2 separate regions of the Rattus norvegicus genome follow, and region 1 is linked to region 2. A link is a contact called in public Hi-C data. All regions are on one chromosome and are shown on one strand. The core of a region is the stretch at or near the end of the contact, and the rest is flanking DNA. Distances in the headings are between cores, read along the strand shown. Region 1 holds the start of Insyn1 (inhibitory synaptic factor 1). Region 2 has its middle 58 kb from the start of Insyn1.

Region 1 (5,638 bases), core at 1,880-4,379, 58 kb after region 2:
CTCTGTGTTCAGGAGCTCCACTTCCTGTCTGCCCAGCTTTTGGAATGTCTTCCTCGCCAGCCATTCAGTCCTAAATGCCTAACAATGTGGCTCCTGTCACTCCCTCTCACCTACCTACACACACAGAACACTGTCCCTGTCAGTCACTAATGGCCTCCTAAGTGTGAAGGTCACCTGAACACTCTGCTTCCCTTCTCTCATGAGCAGCCTTTGACACCACTGAGACAAGCCTCTCTATGTCAGACCCACAACTCCACTCCCTGGGCTCCACTCCCTGGGCTCTACTCCTACCTCTTTGAATACTCCCTCCCCATCTCAGTCCTAGAGTCTTCTAGGCAGCCAGCCTGGTCCTGATGCTGCTAATGTTACTTCTGCACAGCTAACCTGCTTAATATCTCATCTTCTCTGAGAATGAGCCAAAGCAGCCACCATAAGTCCACCACTGTCAAGCCGCAGCCCTTCTATGAACAGGGATCTATTTTCCTTCTGATTCTCTCTAAGGTTCCAAACTTCTGCTCTTCACCCCAGACGGCTCAGATGCGCACAACCATTTACTCAGCCTAACAAGCTATAAACCAGAAGCACAAGTCTGCCTCCTCCTAGCTCTCTCAGAGTCTCTCAGGAAATCACCAAGTGATTTCACCAAGAGAGCACCCCTTCCTCCACATCCTGTTGCTGGCCTCCCTCAGCTCAAATCCTAGAAGGACCTCCTAATGGAGCACCTGGCTTGTGGCCTCCTCAAACCCACCATGTACTTTTGGGAGTTTAGTGAGGTCTCTTAGAAGGGCAGATAGCACCTGACTTTCCCCCAACCGCACAGGCCCCTTCTGCCAAAGAAATTCCAGGCTGCTTTCTTTGTTTTGTCTGTTTTCTAAGACAGGGTTTCTCTGTGTAATAGCTCTCAGGCTGTAGCAGACCTGGCTGGCCTCAAGCTCACAGAGATCCACCTACCTCTGTCTCCCAAGTGCTGGGATTAAAGGGATGTGTTCCATCACCACTGTCTAAATCCCGAGGTTCTAGCCTTGGCCTCCTGTTTCCTAATCCAGTCTTCCTCTATTTCACTTCATACAGACTTCCCAATGTTATCAACAGAGCCACTTTGACTGAAACTTGTCCCACCCCACCTCCCACATCTTCTCCTGAGAATTTCCTTCACCCATCTTCCTTCCCTCTTAGAAAGCTGATTCCTCCCTTCCCCAGGGCAGTCACCCGGACTCCCACTTCTCAGTTAAGATTCAGCTCAAGGGTTAAATTCCTGGGAAGAACATTGGGGGATGGAGGGAATCCTTGTCATACCTGCCAGGTTACCAAAGCTCCTAGAACTGTGTGCACCACCCTTCAGTTTGCTCAAGAATGTCCTTATGGGGAACTTTTCCTCGATTTTTACTCAACAGAGCCAGAAAGAAAGAAAGAAAGAAAGAAAGAAAGAAAGAAAGAAAGAAAGAAAGAAAGAAAGAAAGAAAGAAAGAAAGGGAGAAAGGGAGAAAGAAAGGGAGAAAGAAAGAAAGAAAGAAAGAAAGAAAGAAAGAAAGAAAGAAAGAGAGAAAGAAAGAAAGATGTTTAAAACTTAGATGAAGAACTAGGGGAACAGAACCTTCTGAGAAACAGCCCAGTATTCACCAAGCCCTTCTCATCCTGAGCATGGCACACAATAGGTGTTCAGTAAAGGTTGGCTGTGTTCTTTTTACTGAACTGACACAAGATTTGGGGCAGTTTGAGGTATGATGGCAGAGGAGGGTAACAGCCAGAAGGGGAACCCCGGGGCACACCACAGTGAGGGGAGGAGGGTCAAGGGATTGTGTAAAAGGAGGTGAAGGAACTTGGAGTCAAGTCCGGGCCTCTGTGCACCCGGTGCAGCGGGCGGCAGGCAACGGCCGGCTAGCTCTCCTCCAGCCCTGCTGGCGTCCAGTCCAACCCGCTCCCTAGGGTGGCGAGACCCCCCGGCTCGCGCGCTCCGCTCCGGGCACTGGGAGGCGTGTGTGTCACTTTAAAAGCTCCCTCCCGGCGCGCGGGGCCGGCCCCTTCCCTGCCAGCGCCGAGGCGAGCGGAGCCGCGAGAGCCCGGCGGCCTTTGAGGGAGCCTGCGCCCGGCCGGGCGGCCAGTCCGGCGGGGCGCGGCGGCGCTCGGGGTAAGCAGGCCAGGCCCGCCGAGCCGGACGGCCAGGGCAGAGCGAGGGCGAAGCGGCTGGGCAGAGAGGCCGGAGCAGCCCCGGTGCCTCGTTTGCCCCATCGGCAGCCACTCGGCGCCCCGGGCCGCGAGGCGCGGAGCCGTGAGCGAGCGCGCTGGAGGCGGTGGAGCCGAGCGGAGGCTGCGCGCCTGGTGTGCCTGGCCCGGCCCGGCGCGCCTCCTCCATCGCCTCCCTGGCGTCTCGCTCGCCCCCTTCTGCTTTCCTTTCCTTCCTCTGCTCAGCCCCGCCGTGCTAATCTTCCCCCGCCCCCCACCTCGTGCTCTCATCTCCACCGTGTTCGACACCCGGTCCCCCAGGCCACGGCCGCGGCCCCTCCCCCGAGACTCGAAGAAATCGGACTTTTCCCAACGTTGATGGAGCCGACTGCCGGGCTGAGCTGAGCGGTTTCTACGGCCGCTCCAGACGCCACCCCGGCGGGAGCACCGACATTCTGGGTCCCGGCTGAGTGCACTCCGGACGCCTAGTAGTGCCAGCTCGGGAAGGGCAGAGCAAGGCAGGGGCAGGACAGACCCCGGAGGGGCTCAGACCTGACGATCTGGAATGGACAGAGAGAATCGCGAACCCAGTGGAGCCCGGGGAATGCCGGGCGTGGGCTGAGGGGATCCCGGCGCCCTCCCCAGCCCTCCGACTTTGACTCAGTCGCCTGGACCGGACTGGTGTTACCTCGGCTCGGGTCACCTGTGGCCTCGGGGCCCCCGAGCTCGCCGGACCCTCGCGACCCGGAGCCTGGCCAGCGTGGTGGGGAGATTTTTTTTTCGCCCCCTTCCCGGGAGCGCGGAGGCCCCGCCCCCTCCCACCGCCCAGATGTCTCCGGTCACCGATCGGAGGACCTTCCTGAGGCCAGGAGCCGAAGGGTCCAGAAAGAGAAGCCCGCCCTAGGGAGCCTTGGGGGCCCCCCAATCTCGTCTTGGGGCTCGGCCCCCGACATTGCTTAGAGGAAAGGCCTCTGCCCCAACCCTCGGTGAGTAGGGGAGTTCGGCTTCGGAGGGAAGGCGGGGCTGGGAGAGGAAGGGTCCTCTGGGTAGGAGGGCACCCTGTGGTCATTGAAAGAAGGGTGAAGAACTGGAGAGGCCCTGTGCTGAACCTGTCTGGCCAAGCTTGGTTGGTGCCTGGGGACGGGGGGGGGGGGGCACGGCTAGAGTGCCCCAGAGGAGGCTGAGGACTCATGCCTCTAAAACAGGGGCTCCTCCACTCTTCCTGTAGATGAGGGGCATGCTGAAAACCATCTGCCTCCACCACCCCTCCCCACAAACAAAATAAATAAATAAATCTCCAGCTAGGAAGGAGGGTGCAGGCAGGGAGAAGAGGGAGGCAGCAGCAGCAGGCTGGTGCAGCAGCCTGGGAGAGCTGACGCCAGGCTCGCTCTTTCTGCAGGGGGCTGCCCTCCTCCAATCCAGTTCCCTCTCCAGCGCTGTTCACATCTGGAGCCCCCTCCACATCTGGAAGACCCTGATCACCGTCCCTCTGCTGGTTCGGCTGCATCTAAAGACCTCTGCCTTTGTAACTGCCTAGGAGTTGCGAGGGGATTGCTGCCTTCCCCCATCCCAAGGGCATCTCTTACCCTTAGTCCTTGCAGAATCATCCCCCTGCCTCCGCATCCAGATTCAGGCAAAGATCAGCTCTGTACACCATTGGCACTTCAAGTCCTGGAAGCTGTTCTTGGGCCCAAGGCCCCTCCCCTTGCCCTCCTGTGTCCTCACCTTGACCCCCCCACCCCCGTCAGATTCTGTCTCCCTCTGGGTGCTCCATCCCCCACCCAGAGGCGAGTAGGTGGAGTGGCAGGCAGCAGGGGCTGGGTGAGGGCCGCCCAAGGCCAGGGTAGGCTGGGGGGCCGTTAAGATGTGGAGCTCTGCCCGTCCGAGGGGGGCTCCGTGGAGGCAGACGAAGTGTGTGCCCCGCTGGGGCGAGTATGGGCAGGCTTGCGGCCACGTGGTGAAGGATGAACATTCGGGGTGCCCCGGACCTCGGGCAGCCCAGTGACGACCCCAACAGTGGTGGAGAAAGAGAGCGGATTCGACAGCGCATGAAGATGGTCATCGGGCAACTTGAAGGCATCCTGAGGGAACTCAAAGAAGTGGCTAAGGAGCTGAGGGAGGTGAGTGAGAGGCCAACAGGGGCCACACAGACCCTCACCCTTCCTGGCTGGGCTCAGCAGTAAAGCATTTACCTGTGTTTGAGTGTGCAATGCTATGTGCACATGGGCTGTTCCGCTGAGGACCACCCTTTCCATTCTCCTTGCCTCAAATCTGTTTTGCTTAAAATCCCTATCCCTGGAGCTAGTAATGGGGCCTTGGTGTGGCAGAGAATGTCTGAGCAGCTATCAGTGAGCCTATCTTTATGGTTAGCACTCAGGGTGCTCAATGAGGACTAAATCTGCCCTACTCCATTCTTAATGGGACACATTCTTCTGAAACCCAAGCTGCCCCTTGACCCCACTGTTTGCCTCCTGGACTCTGAGCAAGGACTCTAGGAGAGTGGATGGCTCTGTTAGTCAATCCTCACTGCTTGGGGCCTAGCTCAAAAAGATTTACTTCAGGGATCAGATATTCCAAACTCTTATTTCCAAAGGCAGAGAGGAGTTAAAACCAGCTGCAGCCTCCCTGCCCTGGGGTCAAAAGGTGGCCAGGAGCTGCTGGTAAGGATCAGAGGTCCTTCTGTTCATTGAAGAAAAAATGGAATTCTTTTTAATGGAGCTGAGTCCCCACCCCAACCCCCAACCCGCGACAGGACATGCTTCTGGGTGTTTTTTTGCAAGGACCAAAAAGTCACAGAGAAAGCCTCTCTGTCTTTCTAAGCAGAGCCTAGTTTAATTACTGCTTCCCAGATTGCTGGAGTAATGAGGTACACATGTCTTCCACCCTGCCCCCTGGGCTGTGTTCAAGTCTAAAATGCATGACCAGCATTCTGAGCCGCTGGCCTGAATTTGCCCGCTGGGTCCCATTTCACCAGCCAGGTGGGCTTTAGGCAACTTTCAACTGATTGTAACCAGGGCCCCTGCAGAGAGAGAGGGAGAATGGATCATTCTGAGTTATGGACTCCAGCTCCCCCACCAGCTATGTTTGGGGAAGGAGGCTCTAGGAAGCTGAGGAAATGGGCAAGCCTTGGGCCATGCCTTTGCAGCATGGTCTGAATCCAAGCCAGGGAGAGCGGTTGTTTGAAGGGAGCTGTGAATTGAAGTCAGGCCTCTTAAAAGCAGTGTAGCCAATGGTCCAGGGTCTGCTTCATGAATCCTGCCAGGAGATAACTCACCAGAGACAGGACTGAGAGGTGGTAGTGCTCCTGCCCATATGCTGGGCTGCTGGGCTCTGGGTTCCATAATACAATTTGGACACCAAAGACCACAGCCCCTAAACAATCTTCCTCTGACCTCATGAATCCAGAGGATTAGGAAACCCCTCCCCACCCCCAGCCTGTCTTATTCTGGATGTTCTGCAGTTTTATCAGGGCCAT
Region 2 (5,002 bases), core at 832-3,331:
AAAGGCCCTTCCCATGCCAGTCCATGCCAGACCCATAGCTAGCTTAAAGCTAGGGCCATTCCCACCTGCCCAAGGAGCCTCTGGCCCTAAGTTCTGGGCATCAGCCTTTTGTCCCAGATCAAAGACTCCAGGGGTCAGGGGAAGAGTCTGGCTGAAGAAAATGTCGAGTGAGAGGATCGATTTTTTTTTTCCAGTCACACAGTTGTAAACATAAACTAAAAGACGCCTCTCTTCCTTTATAGGAGACGGTCAAAAATCGCAATGCAAGTTTATGGGGGGAAATGTGTCTTTCCAGAGCAGACTATTTCCCTCAAACGCTTGGCAGCCTGCAATCACTTCACTCTAGAGATAAGTGATCAAGTGATCAAAGCAGGAGACCCCAAATTTCACAAGCCAGAGACCAGGTGGCATACCCCTCTCATTCTCTATCCAAAATGAAGACCTGGAGCTGTCTGATGCTAGCCCAGAACCCCGCATTCAACCTTGGACTGCCAAGGCCTGGGCTGGGTGGTCATCACGTGATAAGTTTTCCAGTGCAGTTTCTCTGGGCATCTACGTGCCAACTTCCGTGTTGGAGCCAAGGATACAGATGGATGGCTCCTGATTGTCAGCCTTGAGGTGCCAGTCAGCCAGCAGAAAAAGATGTCTGAGCACATGAGGCTGCCCATGAGCCCAACGATGAGAGTGTGGCGGCGCCTTCGCTTTCCTCTGCTGTGTCTTCTCTCTCAACATGGCCAGAACTGGCTGGTAGGAATTCCATACAATGCTTAGCACAGTGGTGTACAGCTGTAAACTCAGCTCAAGGGAGGCTGAAGCAGGAGCTCCAGGAGAGCCTAGAGGCCACATCTCTGGAGGAAGGCAGGGAGAGAGGTTGTTGGGCTCCCTTTTTAGGAGTTGTCTCTGTCTCCTCCATACACCGTTTGAAGACTCAGGGAAATTTTGTATTCTGATGGCCTCGGGATAGTACTCAGCCCCCTACCACAGACCTGACCCTGGATGAGTCAATCTCTCAGAGCCTCACGCCTCAGAGTTTCCCTCACATGGAGGAGCTGTGATAATTAAATGAGGTCGTGTCTGGAAGGAGATCCAAGAAGAGAAACAGGAACCACTATTTTGTATGAAATTTTTTCTCTCTCTAAACAGATGATTCCTTGAAGACAGGGATTTTTTTTTCTGTCTCCCCCACAACACCAGCACAGCGCTAGGGACCGAGGAATCGCTTCCTGAAAACTCCTTGGATGATGCCCTGGGGATTAACCTGGGCTTTGATCATAAGTGCTTTGATGGCCTGGTGATGGGAGTCCTCTCTGAGCATGCCCTGGGCTGCAGTGAGCTGACCGGTGCCATGTCTCCTGGCAGCAAGACAAGCTTGCCAAGCTCAGGGGCCGGAGGGCAGCCAGACAGAGCCTGGGAGGTGCAGAGCAGTCAGCTTTTCCCACCCTACTGAAAAATGCAGGGATGGTAGGGACAGGGGCTTCCATTAGCCCAGGGCTCCATTTAAATAACGGGGGAAAATTGGCTTCCTCTCTGAGTCCAACTGCATCTGGCATCTGGCAGCTCAAAGTGGAGTGACTCACGAGATCCTTACATCCAAGGAAGTGGGGGAAGAGGGAGAGAGGGAGGAGTCTTACAGAGGGAGGACTAAGAGCAGGCAAGCAGGGGCATGCAGCCACACTGCTCTGACAAAAGAATCACAGCCAGAGCAGAAAGCCAGAGCAGCCTGTGCCCAGGGGGCAGGACAGGGAGTTGCTCATGCTTTGGGCTCGGTGACAGGACTCTGTTAATCTAGAGAGACTTGGGTTCCAACTGCCCAGGCAGGAGCGGAAGTCAGTCCTTTTGTCGCTCAGCCCTATCTCTCCACCTCACTCAAGGCTGTTCTGTTGGACAGCATTGGAATTCAGACCTCTGAGGCCACCGTATTGCTGACTGGTGGTCGTTAGGGAATCTGCCAGAGGGGATCCAAGCAAGAGGTTAGAGTCATCATGTCGCTGGAGGGATGGCAGCTTCTAGGGGAAAGAGGCATTTAGCTGTGATCTGTTCCTAAGAGCTCTAAGAGGCAGAATAGTGACTATGCCTAGTAGCTTACTAAACTCTGCTTAGTAATCCAACTCTGGCTTCTGTTTGCTCATAAATTCCTCCACTCATTCATTTAACAGAGGCTCACCCACAGAATGCTCCCCAGCTCCCCAGGAAAGCCCATTCTCCTCAAGTCCCCCTGCTTTTCCAAGCCCTAAGCCTGGCCAGATTCTCTCCTGACTACAGCCACAGCCCCTGCCTCTCGCCATGACCCCAGCCCCCACTCCACCTGCCCTGCAACTCCAGCAGATGTTCAAGCTGTTCTGCACAGGCTTCTGTTGTCACTAGCTGTCAAGACTCAGGTACTGTCGCCTATGGTGAACCAGCTGTCTTAACCAAAAGTTTGCAAATGCATGTCTGGAAGAGGAAGGCAGACGGAGGGCTACAGCAGGCCTTGCTTCCAACAATTCATGTGAATGATTCGCCTCACCCCAGCCAGTAGCTAGGCCAGGTCTTTCCACTTCTGGACAGGTTGTCTATTCTTAGTTCTTTCCTGATTCAAATAGATCCTTGCCCTGCCCACATCACTAGGTGAACCAGGCTACCACTAGGCTAGAGGAAGGGGAAACTGAGGCCCAGCTCAGGCCTTATGCCATGTGGGACAAGGAAATCATCTGTGCAACTGGGAGTAGAATGACTGAGCAGACCAACAGCAAGTCTAGTTGGGGAAGCCCAGGCTGAGGGCAGTGTGGACAAGAAGAATAGCAGCTTCTCCTGTGGTCAGATCTCTAGTCAGGCTGAAGAGCCTCAGGGCAGTACAGTTCCTCACTCCCCAAAACCGATTGTGTGTCAAGGAGCCAGCTGACCTAAACTGGTTGGCTTGGCTTACTGGGCCTTTCCTTGGCCTTAGCTCCAGAAATGCCATGACACAGGAAGTTCTTCAGTCCTGAAGACTAGACAGTTGCTCATCCTTCTTCCAACCGTGGCATCACCTCAAGGCTTCTCCAGAAGCCTGGACCTCCTGTGTAAGGCTGAGGATCTGTGGGAAGTGCTCAGATCTCCTATAAGGGTTCCCAGGAAGCTCCTAGGGCCACTCTGGCCACTCTGACCCCAGCTCCAGGCAAGGGTTCTAATTGGCCAAGGAGACCTTGCAGCACTGTCTTGTTAGGACCCTCGATTACTGTAATAAGACACAAACAGATGGTGCTGCTATAGACTTCCTGCCCAGGGAACAGGCTGGAGCCTAGGCCTCTGGCCCCTGAGAGGTAGAGGCACTACTCTAGGGGCTCCTAGGGTCACTTGTCAGGCTGCCTTCTGGTCCTCCCCTACTGGCTCAGCACCTCTAACTGGGTCACCCCCACCCTACCCCTACCCCAGGCCTCCATTACAGATAGTGTTTCAGCTGCAATTAAGAATTTCAAGTGGCAATTAAAAATTAATTGGAAACCGTGGGTTGTTTATATCTCCCTGACCTCTGTCACTGTGGGAATTGGAGGTGGGTGGGGGTGGAAGACAGGTAACAGGAAGAGGGGGAGGAGGGGTTTCAGAGTGGTTGACCATGGGAGGAGGGACCCTTGGCAGCATCAGAGCAATTTCTCCTTGAGGCAGGAAGAGATAGTACCAATCACTTGTCCTCTGCAGCCTCAATCCCTGACATCTCTGGTAGCCACAGAGCTTGGGGATCTGGTAGGGGTTCAGGCACACAGTCAGGGGAACTCCTGGCAGAGTGAGGCCTGAAGACTGAGTTCAAAGCCTCATGCTCTTCTGAGAGGCAGGGACAGAGAACAACATGGATGACTTCTACACAGCCTCACAGACACAAACTCATATAGAGATATATGTATCTATATGATACAGCTATGTGATACATCTATATGATACATCAGATGATACAGCTATATGATACATCTATGTGATACATCTATATGATACACCAGATGGTACCCTGGCCCCGGAAGTGGCCCTGAGGTCTCTGTCTCAGATCCTTCTGGGTAGTCGCCACAGATAAGGTTTTTCTGTTCTCAAGAGGAAAAGATTTTGAATTTACACTCTATCTCCTGTTAGGGTCTGATATGCTGTGGTCCCTTCATCTTCAGATGAGGCCAAGCCTTCTGTCCAGCCTCCTATGGGAAGCAGGTAAATTGCCCTTAGCCTCCCCACTAGTGCCATTGCCCTCCACAGCGTCTCTCAAAGCTCACTGCACTAAGTCCACAACTCTGGACTTATGGCTCCTCCCGCCTCCAGGGAGTCCTCTCCATGTCCTCCTGTCCGTCCTCCCTCTGTACAGAATGCCTCTGCTCAGCCATCTCTAAAGCCCAGAGAGGCATCATCCATATTGATGACAAGTCAGTCTGTGGGAATCCAGTGTCCCCCACGACTTGGCAAGGACACAGTCTACTATCTTTTCTATTATGCAGTGCAGAATTTTAATTTAACAGTAATAAAAGCAAAAGGCTGTCAATAAAGCAGACACCACATGTCAGGTCATGGGTTTGCTCCCAGAGTCCCCAAAGCAGTAAGCAATAGTGACCCAGGCTTGGGCTGCCGACTAAGACATTGGTGAAATCTCCTTACTCAGAGATGACCAGCCTTCTCCACACTAAAATCATATGCAAAGCAGAGTGTCCGTCCACATATAGTGCATATATAGGGGCTGCAGACCCATCTTCCACATTCTCAAAAGGTCGGGGCACTTGCTAGGATTTGAGTAAATTAGCTAGTGACAGAACCTAGCTGCAGTGATGTGATCATATAAAAAGTTTATTCTAAAACCAAAAAGGAAGGAAGGAAGGAAGGAAGGAAGGAAGGAAGGAAGGAAAACAAAAACAAAAGCAGATCTATGTCAGGCATGGTAGTTCATACCTTTAAGCACAGCACTTGGGAGGCAAGGCAGGAAGATCTCTGAGTTCTAGGCTAGCTAGTTCCAAGACAGCTAGGACTAAACAGAGAAACGCAGTCTCAAAAACAAAAGCAAACAAAACAAATC

Evidence for each region. Hi-C and Micro-C count contacts between places; a contact is called where the count stands out from the background.
Region 1: a Hi-C map of Schwann cells shows a contact between it and region 2, with 4 times the contacts expected there. The contact joins the promoter of Insyn1 here to the enhancer-like site in region 2. A contact is called at or near these places in 1 of 12 Hi-C or Micro-C datasets (Schwann cells) and 1 of 1 datasets of contacts at active chromatin or transcription factors (oligodendrocytes).

What each region holds. Positions count from the first base shown.
Region 1 is chr8:67,796,860-67,802,497 of GRCr8, forward strand. Insyn1 (inhibitory synaptic factor 1) reads left to right here and starts at 3,130. Exons shown (of 3, transcript NM_001113791.1): 1 at 3,130-3,149; 2 at 3,563-4,283. The coding sequence starts at 4,128.
Region 2 is chr8:67,739,425-67,744,426 of GRCr8, forward strand. No RefSeq gene overlaps it. Among named protein-coding and RNA genes, the nearest start is that of Insyn1, 58 kb to the right of the region's middle. Within about 2 kb of position 2,082, at least 25 of the 93 cell types and tissues checked have an H3K27ac peak or open chromatin away from gene starts, as enhancers often do. A contact at or near this core is called in Schwann cells, where this site is marked.